Regions from separate parts of the Mustela erminea genome. Here region 2 is linked to region 1. The links are chromatin contacts, called in public Hi-C maps. All regions are on one chromosome and are shown on one strand. The core of a region is the stretch at or near the end of the contact, and the rest is flanking DNA. Distances in the headings are between cores, read along the strand shown. Region 1 has its middle 49 kb from the start of AHCTF1. Region 2 holds the start of CDC42BPA (serine/threonine-protein kinase MRCK alpha).

Region 1 (5,857 bases), core at 1,194-3,693:
CGGCGCTGTTATCGGGACTGACTGTCTTTCAGGAATTACCAGATGTTGGGAGAGGATAATGTGTCACTTCCTCTAACAAATCGTCTGGGCGTCTGTGCATTTCCTTTCGAGTCAGCTCTCCAGCAGAATGTGATGCGGTGACGTCGAAGGACAGATCATTCTGGCCTCCACACTCGGGTACTGGGAGGCTACTGGGAGGCCCTCCAAACACTTGGGTTCCCATCCTCCATTAAGAAACTGTTTCTGGGGGCACCTGGGTGGCTCGGTCGGTTGAGCATCTAGGTTCTGCTCAGGTCATGATCCCCGGGAGTCCTGATATCCAGCCCCCAGGGCTCCCTGCTCAGCAGGGAGTCTGCTTCCCCCTCTCCCTCTGCCCTTCCCCCTACTTGGCCATGAGCTCGCTCTCTCTCTCTCAAAAAAAATTTAATAAAATCTTTAAAAAAAAAAAAACAGAAACTATTTATGTCCTCTGTATGCATGGGTGACATAACGAGGGAACAGCATAAGTAGCAGTTAAAGTCAAGGGCTCTGGAGGGGTGCCTGGGTGGCTCAGTCAGCTAAGAGTCTGCTTTCAGCTCAGGTGATGATCTCGGGGTCCTGGGATTGAACCCCACGTGGAGCTCTATGTGCCGTGCAGTGTCTGCTTGTCTCTCTCTGCCCCTCTCCCTACTTATGCGTTCTCTCTCTAAAATAAATAAATAATTCTTAAAAAAAAAAAAAAAGGCAAGGGCCTGGAGACAAGATAAAGAGTCTAACGGAAAAGACAAGTAGCCAAGAACACCAGGAGGGGACTTGGAGTAATCAAATTGACGATCGGTAGTCTCAGTGGAGGGCAGGCACCAGCCATGCTACTGGGGAGCTCAGCCCACCATTCCACCAGCCCTGCTGAATCTGAAGCTGTGGGGATGAAGCTCAGCACCCTCTTTTGAGCCTTCCAGAAGGTTCTGCTGGGCCCTCCAGTTTGAGAATCCCTGACCTGGATAGATGCCCATTGGGAATTTCTCAGCAGCCAAGAGAAAAAGAGATGGTTACCCCAAATCCTTCAGCAACCCCACAGAGGTGGGACTTGATGGGGAAGGCTATCTTGGCAAGAGAAAGATCCTACAAATAGAAATGAATTGGGCGCCTGGGTGGCTCAGTGGGTTAAGCCGCTGCCTTCGGCTCAGGTCTTGATCTCAGGGTCCTGGGATCGAGTCCCGCATGGGGCTCTCTGCTCAGCAGGGAGCCTGCTTCCTCCTCTCTCTCTCTCTCTGCCTGCCTCTCTGCCTACTTGTGATCTCTCTCTGTCAAATAAATAAAGTCTTAAAAAAAAAAAAAAGAAAGAAAGAAATGAATTGACCTCAGAGAAAACAATCAAAGACATAACAACATCTCTTTGCTGACACCAGGCTAATTTGTAGCGCTTCTAGAATATGGTTTAAGGACTAAGAATATATTCATAGGTGGGGCGCCTGGGTGGCTCAGTGGGTTAAAGCCTCCGCCTTAGGCTCAGGTCATGATCCCAGCGTCCTGGGATAGAGCCCGGGCTCTCTGCTCTGCAGGGAGCCTGCTTCCTCCTCTCTCTCTGCCTGCCTCTCGGCCTAATTGTGATCTCTGTCTGTCAAATAAATAAAATCTTTAAAAAAAAAAAAGAATATATTCATAGGATATTAAAAACAATGTACAATATGGATCCAAATATGTAAAATGTATGTGTATATCAGTTCATATATAGGAAAAACATTGAAAAATTACATATGAAAATGTTAACAGCGATCATTTCTCCCCCAACCAGTGATGGATTATGGATAGTTTTTATTTATCCCTTAAGCTTTTTTGTTTACGCCCCCAACTTTTCCATAATGAATAGGTATTCTTATAACCAATTTTTTTTTTTCAGTGCAGTGGCAAGCTTGTTGGGTCAAACAGTCCTTTAAACAAATGTGTAAGGCCCTCTGCAGAGGCCAGCTCTCCAAGAATTTATGTCACACAGATAATTAACACCACCTGTTACACTTGGGCTAAAAGGGGGCCTGAACAACAACGAAAACGGGCACTGTGAAACTCATCAGCCCCAGTTCAGACCCGCACAGCAGGGAGAGCCCCCCACCCCCACCCCCATCCCCGCCCCGCCCGCGGCACCTGCCGCCTCAGTGGCTGGGCGCCCCGCGAGCGAGGAACTGGGGTGCTGGGCATTCTCAGCTGCCGCGGGGCCCAGGCCCCTCCGCGCGGCTTTGCGCAGAAGCCCGAGGCCTTTCGGATTTTACACCCCGATTTCCAGCCGGAGCTAAGCTAGAGACAAACACGCAGCCAAACAAAAACACTGAAAGAGCCCTTAAAAGCCTGGAAAGGAAGAAAGGACAATGAAACGTGATGTAAGAGCCACTGAACGGCCAGTGACTCAGCGCTCCTGCCCCATCAACACCAGCTGCAGCCCGCGGACGGACACACACACACACACACACACACACACACACACACACCCGCCCGCAAACGCGCGCACGCGCGCGCTGTGCAAACGTCCCAGCGCCTAGAGCGGAGCAAAAATTCCAGCCCTTGCGCGGCGCCGCCGACAAGACCCCAAGATCTCCGCAGCCGCCGCCCCGGCAGCATGCTTACGGGTGTTTGTTGCACGTTAATTCCGCTTTCTATTAACATCTTTTATCCAGACTCCATCCCCGAGGAGCTGGACGCGTGTCCCCGGGAGCAGAGTCAGCAAACAGGAACCAGTCCCGGCCTGCAAGCCCGGCGGTCTCTCCCTCCGCCTCGGACACGTCCCAGGGCGCGATCTGGTTAGTGGGGTCGGTCGGAGAGCTGGCTTCTGCAGGAGGCTGGGCCGGGAGGTGCCGGGAGGGTGCGTGTTCGATCCCCACCCCTTGTGAGCCAGGGAGGGGGCTGGGAGAAGATTCGCACAGACCACAGATGGGAGTGGGAATCTGTCCCAGGGGATGTTTGACTCAGGCGGTGACTCCGTCTGCAAACGTCTCCTCTTATTGAAAGTTGCATTTTTAAACTCAGCCTTTACCACAGTTCAGAGTCGGTTGAAGTGACCCCTCCCATGGAGTCGCCTGGGGCTGGCCCGGCTCCTCCCAGCGGCTCCGATACCGCAGGGCCCGCCCCCAGGGGCTCTGCGGAGGAGGCTGGGCCCAGAGGCCGGCCGCTCCCTTCCAGCACCAAACCCACAACGCACCGGCGCGGCTCTTCAGACTCGATCCAAAAGCAGCTTTATTTTTGTCACCCGCGGCTCCTTCAAAATATTTCACAGGGATCGCTCGCTCCTGCCCTTCAATGAAAAAACCCCATGAACTCCAGAATTTTTTCTGCTGGCTCTGAGGTATGAGGTCATCCTATGGACGGAGGTTCAAATCAGAAACACAGTCTTGTTTCAGAAATTAGGTGCTGGGCCAAGAATCCAGCAGAGTGACACTATAAGATTCATTCCAAGGTGGGGCTTCACAGCAGTCCTCGCCCCGCTGAGTGGGAGGGAGCAGGGGTCAGGGGACCCCATGACACATAGTTGAATGGACTCTTTCCTGGGTCTGCTTGTTGGTTTGTTTCAGCCTCATTTAGGCACCCAGATGCCATCCTCAGATTGTTGGCTGCCCCCCCAACACACATTACCCTCTAAACCCCCACCAGGCTTTCCTTATCCCCTTACGTCTCAGGCCAACTCTTGGATCAAATTCCAGACCTGGGCTGGCCTGCTGCCTCCATCCCCAGTCCCATGCAGGTTGGTCCCCGCTCTCTGCGGGGTGCAGTTCTTGCCCAAATGAAGCCCTGTTTTCTTTTTTCTCTACTTCCTCCCACTGCCAAGACTGCTGCTGGAGCTCTCTGAGCCGCTCCGAAAACGCAGGTCCCAGGGTGGGCCTTCTCTCACAGGACCTGAGCTGCCCCAGCCCCATCCCTCCTGGAGAGGCCAGTGCAGTCATGGCTTTCCTAACAAATGCCCCCGCCCTCCTTTTTCTGGAACCTTCTCTATCCCTTCACAGGTGAGGGTTTCTAAGGGCTGTGAAAACCAGGTTCTGGACATTTCCTTTGAAAAGCTGCATATGGTCTGTGCGACACGTGCCTCAAATGACTATACTATTCAACCAGCCACTGGCGTGGGGCACGTGAGAGTCGTCTATAAGGTGGGAGTAATACCATCGGCCCTCAGGAAGTGTCCAGGCATGCCACTCTGAGTACATGGCCCTCACATGAAAACAGTGTTAGTATTCACCTATTAATGGTGTTACCAACTCGCTTCGAGTTCAGCTTCTCATCATTTTGAGATCATATCTCATAGAGTATGGAAAACTAATGCATACTTTTTTATTTTTTAATTTTAATTTTTTAAAAGACTTTATTTATTTACTTGAGAGAGAGAGAGAGACCATGAGCAGAGTCAGGGGCAGAGGGAGAAGCAGGCTGCCCGCTGAGCAAGGAGCCTGAAGTGGGGCTCGATCCCAGGACTCTGGAATCACGACCTGAGCCCAAGGCAGACTGTCAACTGAGCCACCTCTGCATATTTTTAAATTTGCATTTTCAAGTAAAAGCTATAGTTTGTAATTCTTAATATTCAACAGTAAGTATTATGACACCATTAAAAAAAATACCATCTGACCTCCTCACCTCCTAGACCTGTCTGGATTTGGAATAAGACCAGAGAAGCTCTGGTAACTCGCATCTGTCAGTGGTGGGCTGGAGCTGCTGTGTGTCTTCCCAGCTCCCAAGTTCTGGAATATCACACTGGTAGCTTGCGATTGGCCATGGGGAGGGTATTTCTGCAGCGGAATTGAGCAAATGTCGCAAGTTAGAGCTTTCTCTCACTTCCCCACCCAAAGCTGATTATTAAACACTCACCCACATACCACTGCATGCAATTATAATGCAATAAATTTTATTGCTATATATGGTCTATATCTGGAGGCCCCACGTGACATGGCTGAAGATAAGGCCCCCGGGTAGAGCCGTGATAAAGAAGAGAGCAGAATGAAGGCTCCGCCTCCCATAGGAATATCCCTGGTAGTGTGGCCCCAGACATGTGCCCAGGGGCAGGACAATAGGGTTCTCAGGGCCTGAGGAAGCACCTGCTTTCTGGGAAAAGTGATTTCCTAACAGATGGGGGAGAAAGGTGGGTGTGTGTTCCTCAGAGTGGGAACACAGACGGCTGGCTAGAGTGGCCCCGGGAGGCAGGGCGGCCCTATTTTCAGGCCTAAACCCATCTCCACTCCTGCAGGTCCTCCCTGATGCCGGGATGCTGGCAAAGACACTGCGGCCCCACGAGGAGCATGGCCTCTGTGGCCCCAGAGCTGGGCTCCCCTCTCTAGCGCCTGAAGACAGCAGAATCTAGGATAGTGAGGCCACTCCACAGGAAGGGAACAGAGGGGGCGTCAGTAGCCATCTGGGATGGCAGAAGCCTTCCTGGGAGCTGGCAAGGGTAGGTCAGGTGAAGGGGGTGGTGTCTAGGATTTTGCTCCTCTGGCTTTGACATCTTACCCCAGGGTGGTGAGGATGGGCCTGACTCAGAGCCCAGGGCCAGGCAGGTGAGCACCCCAGGCTCAGGGTGTGCCGGGCTGGTTCCTGACAGTGACAATTACAACAGAAAGGGGCGGTGCGTAACAGCCTGTCGCTGAGCAGCAGCAACAGGGGCCCTTGGCAGTGACCCAGTGAATGACAGTTCCACAGGGCCCGTGTCCTAAAGGAGACTGAATGTGGTGGGGGCAGGGGGGCGGTGAGGAGTGAGAACCCAAACAGGTGAATGGCATCTGCAGAGCTACACCCCCGGGGCCCATCGGAGATACCATCTGTCACCCTGGTTCCTAAGGTGGAAAACTCCTACATGCAAAGCTGCTCTGTTTTCTCCATTGCTGAGGATTTTGTTTTCTTCTTGGACTAT
Region 2 (5,857 bases), core at 1,035-3,534, 88 kb before region 1:
CCTTAAAAATTCTAGACTCTTTTTCTCTACTACTAAGAAAAACAACACAAGTTTACTGGAGACTGTACATTTTTGTTACATCCTGTCAGACTTACTAAGGAGGCAAAATACGAAGGATACCACTGAAACTTAACCTACTTTAAACTGTGCAAAGTCCCTGGTTTGAAATACTCAAAACATATTAAGAAAAATAAAGTATATTTGGCCAAATACTTACTTGACTTTTGGCTTAAACTAAATATGCATAAGCAAGTTTTTTAATAGAGATATAAGAAACAAAATCCAAGAAAACATCTTTGGTGAAAAAATATAAATTATTCTAGTAAAACAGCAAAATACCTTCTTGCATGAAACTATGTAAACTCAACCAAAAGGCAACTGAGGATACGGTTTTCTTTTACCACAATTTTAAAATCATATTTATTACTGGTACACACACAGAGTTCTCCCATCATTTTGTAGATGAGAAAGAACAGTTACTAAATGATAATCGTGATCATAGTCAAGGGTGTCCCTATGGTACTTAATTCAAGAACTGAAATTCTAAAAGTACCTAAACTCTTTCTTTAAATTTTCAAAACACTAAAAAAAAAAAGAAAATCTCTGAATCTAGGAAACATGGAATGCAAAACAACATACGTTTTGCAAAATATTTTACTCTACAAATAAAAATAAAAAACATATGAAACCAGTACCAAAGTCAATCAAAACTGTCTCAGTCTTAAGAGAGAAGATAGTTTAGAATTCTTAGTATAAGAATTCTTAGTATAAGCCTGGCGGTCTGTTTGTAAAAATCATCCTGTTCACATTTATAAAGACATACATACACACATACACACATACACACACACACACACACACATTTTTAAATACCTCATGACATCAACTTGTTAGAAAACTTCTGATACTGGCAAGTTGCATAAAGTTATTATCTATAGGCCATCTTGAATGAGTTATCTACCTAACCAACTAATTTTTCATAAATTTCAAATAAAAAAATAAATGAACAAAATAGTCACCACTTGACTTTTACTTCAAGAAAATACAGCTTTACTTGGGAACAAAGACATTTCAGGACAAACATTTTCCAACAAACTATAATTATTAATATTCCAAAGGTACAAACACTTCTTTAGCAAATACTCCTCAAAAGCCGGTGTACCAACACAGGTGTGGGTGGTGATGTGTGTTGTTCCAACAGAGCCGCTGGATGTTGGAATGTGCTCGCGTGTAACACGGGAAGCAGAACTTAAACCAAGCCTTCAAGCCTGAAGGTCACATGGAGCGGCTCCGCTCATCTCTGATCTATGGCACTACAGCGGGTCTTCGAAATCACATCTCTTCGGGAAATGGAGACAAAAATCTCACCGGTTTAGATCTGCATTAAATTTATAGTCCGTCTAACCCTCAAGTGGGAGCTGTTCCCAAACATTCTCCACCAACTACTATCACAAAATTTTTTAACTATTATGTCATGCTATCTGAAGAACATGACAGTTTTGGGAAAGCCCATGTTTAGTAGCTTCCTTTGCTTGTACCACAGGGAGATGAAAACAAATCCCCGAGATCACCACCTTCCAGTTCTTGTTGACCTAAGACGTTTGTTTGACTATCTCCTCCCCTTTTCAAGAGTGATTTCCAAAGACCGGGAAGGAATGCTTCCACCAATAAATACCTTTCAGCTGAATGTGTGTTATTCCGCCATGCGTTAGGCGTGAGCAGTAATCCATTTTGCTCATCACAGAATTGTTCAAAATCTCTTACTATAGACCTCTAAACGTAAGTTCTTCCTCCTAAATTCCACCTTAAACCAAGGCAATAATTGAATCGCACGGTTTTACTCTTGGGAAAATATCTGCCAAAAACTTAGCCAAAAAAAAAAAAAAAAATCTTGAATAATTGGTATCTATACCTTCATGGCACATCCATTTAAATGTACGTACCATACCCATTATTTGAGTCTCGGTTATAAACACATGGTACACGGACCATCTATCTGCCTATCTACAGACTGATGAGAGTGGACAGCTTACTCACGGTAACTCCCCTGCGACATTAAAGCCCAGCGCCCACCTCCAGGGAGCTTAGTGAAAAATACAAACTCACCCCATTCCAGGTATTCAAGAATGTTCTTCTCTCTTCGCAGCGGAGAATTATTGCATTCATCATAAAGGCAGATGAGTATATCCAACAGCGTCTCCACACTGAAGCACTGCCCATTGGTCTGAGCGGGCCCGTCCAAGATGAACTGCTCCAACTGCCTCAAACGCACTTCCCCGGACATGTTTGCTTCGGGGTCCGCCGCTTTTCCCTTCAGTGAGTATTATGGTTTGCACTACGAGTGTGGGATTCTAAATGTTACAAGGTGCAGTTTTAAAAATAAACCCTTCGTCCCGCACACCACTGTCGTGCACGGCAGGTACGGAATGACACCCCGACACGCCAGGAAGCTCCCGTCACCGAAGCGTCTTCGATTCCGCACAGATGCATGTATCGGGAGGGAAAGTTACCATAAAATAGATCTCTAAAACATCTTAAAAAGAATAATACAATTAAGTCGTATATTTAAATAAAATAATAATTAAAAGTACAGCGAACCAAAGAGTCAGGACTTCTTTAAAAAAAGAAGAAGAAGAAGAAGAAAACAAAATACAACTCTTCTCCTTCATTCAAAATTCAGCTCGTGCAACACAATCCCGCAACGAATCCGGCTGCATCATTAATGAATCGGGTCCGATCCGCATCAGCAATTCACTTCCCGGGAAGGAGGAAGACGGAAAAGGGAGGAAAGCCCCAGAAGGTACATGGGGGAGGGAAAAGCTCGGCGCTGCTGCAAAGGCGGCCGCCCGCCGCTGGGAGAGCGCCCCGGCGGCGGCGGCGGCGGCGGCGGCGGCGGCGGCGGCGGCGGCGGCGCGGCGGCGCGGCGGCGGCGGCGGCCGGGGAGGGGGCGAGGTCCCCGAGGCAGCCCCTCGGCTCGCCGCCCGCCCGGTCCCGCCCGGAGGACGCTCTTCCTTTCTCCTCCCGGCGTCCTCCTCCTCACGGCTCCGCGGCGAGTCGTCTCTCCCGCGGATTCCGGTCGAAACTCCTCATCTCCCTCGCAGCGTCTGCCGGGGCCTGACGCGCGGCGCGGCCGGGACGGGAGCGCGGGCTGCGGCGGCGCTCGCCCCGGCTCCGGGGGCTGCGGCTACTCGGCCGCCCGCGCCCGCCCCATGGCGGGGGTCGCCGGCCGGGGGCCTGCGCCGCGCGGGGCGGACAGCCGCTCTCCCCCCTCGGCCGCCCCAGGCTCCCGACGCCCTGGCGCGGGGCGGGCGAGGGGTTGGGGGGGTCCGGATTCAGAGGACGCTGGCGGCTCCTTCTCCCCCTTCTTCACGCCCCGGGGCTAAGGGCATCTTTCCCCGACGAGGCGCAGGAGGAGGGGTGGGTGCCGCCGCTGAGGCGAGCAGAGGCTGCGGCAGCCCGGCTCGCAGCCACTCCCTTCCTCTCCGTCCCACCCCTCCCCCGCCTTCCCGGCCTGGCGCGCTCGCGCCCTGGGCTCCGCGAGGCTCCCCCAGCCCCCGCCGCGCGCGCGCCGGCCCGAAGCGCGCCGCCGCGCCCGGATCCAATATGGCGACCCGGCCGCGGGCGCGCGCGAGCGCACCGCCCCCTCCGTGCGCCGTCCCCCTCGAGTCCGAGTCCGCGGGCCCAGCGGGGGTCGGTCCCGCGCCCGCGCGGAGCAGAGCGGAGGCCTCAGCGGGCCGCGGGCCGTTGCACCCCCATCCCAACAGGACGGCCGGAGCCGGCGGGGCCGTGGCCACCGCGACGTGGAACGCAGGGATGCAGGAGGACCCGCGGAGGCCTCTCGTGCGGACCGCCAGCGGGCCTGGCCCGGCGCGCTCGGAGCACCACCTGCCTCGCGCGTTTGCTCTGGGTTTGGGGGTGGAGGGGCGCCCTCCAGGAGCAGCCGGCGTCAGGCTTCCCCCCGACCTGCGGAGGACCGTGCCTCTCTTACCGCCCCTCACCTGCGCACCACCCGCCCCGCCAAATGCGGTGCCTGAGCTCAGCCGACTGGCAGTTCCCCGGGTGTCTAATTACACCGCTTCGTGTGTCATTCCCAGGACAAATGCAGGGACACACTTGTGGGCGCTACCGTCCTATTCGGGAGAGTGTGTGCCAAGGGCACAATGCCCATCTCTCCTCCCGAAACTTTCCCTGCGCGCACCACTGGCTTTCCTCCTCCGGAACCACTCCAGCTGCTGCCTGCTCGTCCCCCGCCAGGGGTTCAGCAGATGCGGGGAGTCCGGACCGGGCTCCGTGGGCTTCGAACCTCCGGCCCCCGCGTGCGCGCACACGCACACATGCGCGCGCCCCGCACGTGTGCCCCAGTGGCACTGCAGATGCTGGGCAGCAGCGGCAAGTCGTTCGGCTGCCACGGCCCCTGACGCATTGAAGCATTTAGGGTCTTCCAGGTGTTTTCTAGTCTTGATTTCAGAAGAGACCTGTTTACTAATTTCTCATGGAAGGCCCCGCAGTGCAATGTATCACCAAACTGGGTCACTGCGTTTCTGTCATTTCCTCTCAAAATTGCCATCTCCTTTATAATTTTCCTCTGAAATATAATTATTTTATATTCCTGCCTATGCCCATGGGCCAGTTATGTTTTCTGCTAATGCCCACAACTGCATCTTTTTTACCTCTTAGTAATATGGAAGCTGAGGCGCAACTAGAAATGAAATCTAAGAAATGAAGGCTAACGGAAATCATTCAAGTTTCTGTGATCCACAAAACACTATGAATTTCCCGTGAAATCTACAGTTGCGACGTCTACACTAGCCTGGCTTAAATAAGGACAGTATTATTTCCCATGTGCTGTTAACACATGAGTGACTCTTAGACAAAAGGTGAATCATTTCTAGCCATGACGTCTATGTGTGTGTGTTGTCTAATTATACAAGTAATAAAAGAAAAACGAAATGTTTAATCCTAACACAGATAATAATGTTTTGGTGTTGGTTATGCAAGGCTTCTTCCCACGCATTTTAACAAAATGATACAAAATGAGAGAGGTTTATCGCCTCCTCTTTTCACCTAGCAATATACTATAAACATCTCTTCGGCTCAACAAAGGTTCTTCAACAACATGGTTGCTAATAGTGAAGCCAAGACATTTTAACAATCCCATTTGACCTTGAGGTGGGGTAGCCAAGAAAGAAGCCCTTTCTTCAGCTTTTCCACCATAGAACTGACTCCAAGATACTTACCTATCCAACTTGAAAATAACTGTAAAGACAAGCTTAAAAGAACCTAAATATGGGAGGTTTCCATGAATACTAATTAACGGGGGAAGTATGTGAGATACAGATACATGTTTTTTAACAGAACAGTAAATCTGCCAGTCCTCTCTACCTATTCTGTTAGCAGTTGGGTACCACCCACAGTCCAGGGTATTGATGGTTGCTTAATAACCTTTTCCACATTATTTAGACAGTCAAGGGGAGGACTTATTTTTATTTAAAAAAAAAAAAAGGCACAAAGAGAAGGAAGAAGGTTGAACCCAATCAATTTGGCTTGAATAATTCAAGCTCAGAGACTTAATAATTAACTAGGCACTAAACACATTGTGCGGGTGTTATTTTAAATGTTCCGGTTGAAGTGTGAACATGCTTGTTAATGAAACCGGTCTTAAGCCAAAGAAAGGCGCAGCCCCAGCAGCCCCACAGCGCTTGAAGTGTTCCTGGGAAGCCGGAGTGGCATGGTGTTCTCTGGGAAAGGAGCCTGGAGGAGTTCTTTGTGAAATTCTGCTCAGGGACCTGCAGATCAGATGTACGCAATCTTTTTGAAATTATCATCAGAAGTTTTATAGGAAGGTGCTGGGAATTAT

The links. Hi-C and Micro-C count contacts between places; a contact is called where the count stands out from the background.
Region 2: a contact with region 1 is called in a Hi-C map of spleen, with 5 times the contacts expected there. The contact joins the promoter of CDC42BPA here to the enhancer-like site in region 1. A contact is called at or near these places in 2 of 3 Hi-C or Micro-C datasets (skeletal muscle and spleen).

What each region holds. Positions count from the first base shown.
Region 1 is chr17:11,611,062-11,616,918 of mMusErm1.Pri, reverse strand. No RefSeq gene overlaps it. Among named protein-coding and RNA genes, the nearest start is that of AHCTF1, 49 kb to the right of the region's middle. Within about 2 kb of position 2,443, the one cell type or tissue checked has open chromatin away from gene starts, as enhancers often do.
Region 2 is chr17:11,698,641-11,704,497 of mMusErm1.Pri, reverse strand. It overlaps CDC42BPA (serine/threonine-protein kinase MRCK alpha), which reads right to left and starts at 2,284. Exons shown (of 36, transcript XM_032317326.1): 1 at 2,107-2,284. The coding sequence starts at 2,284.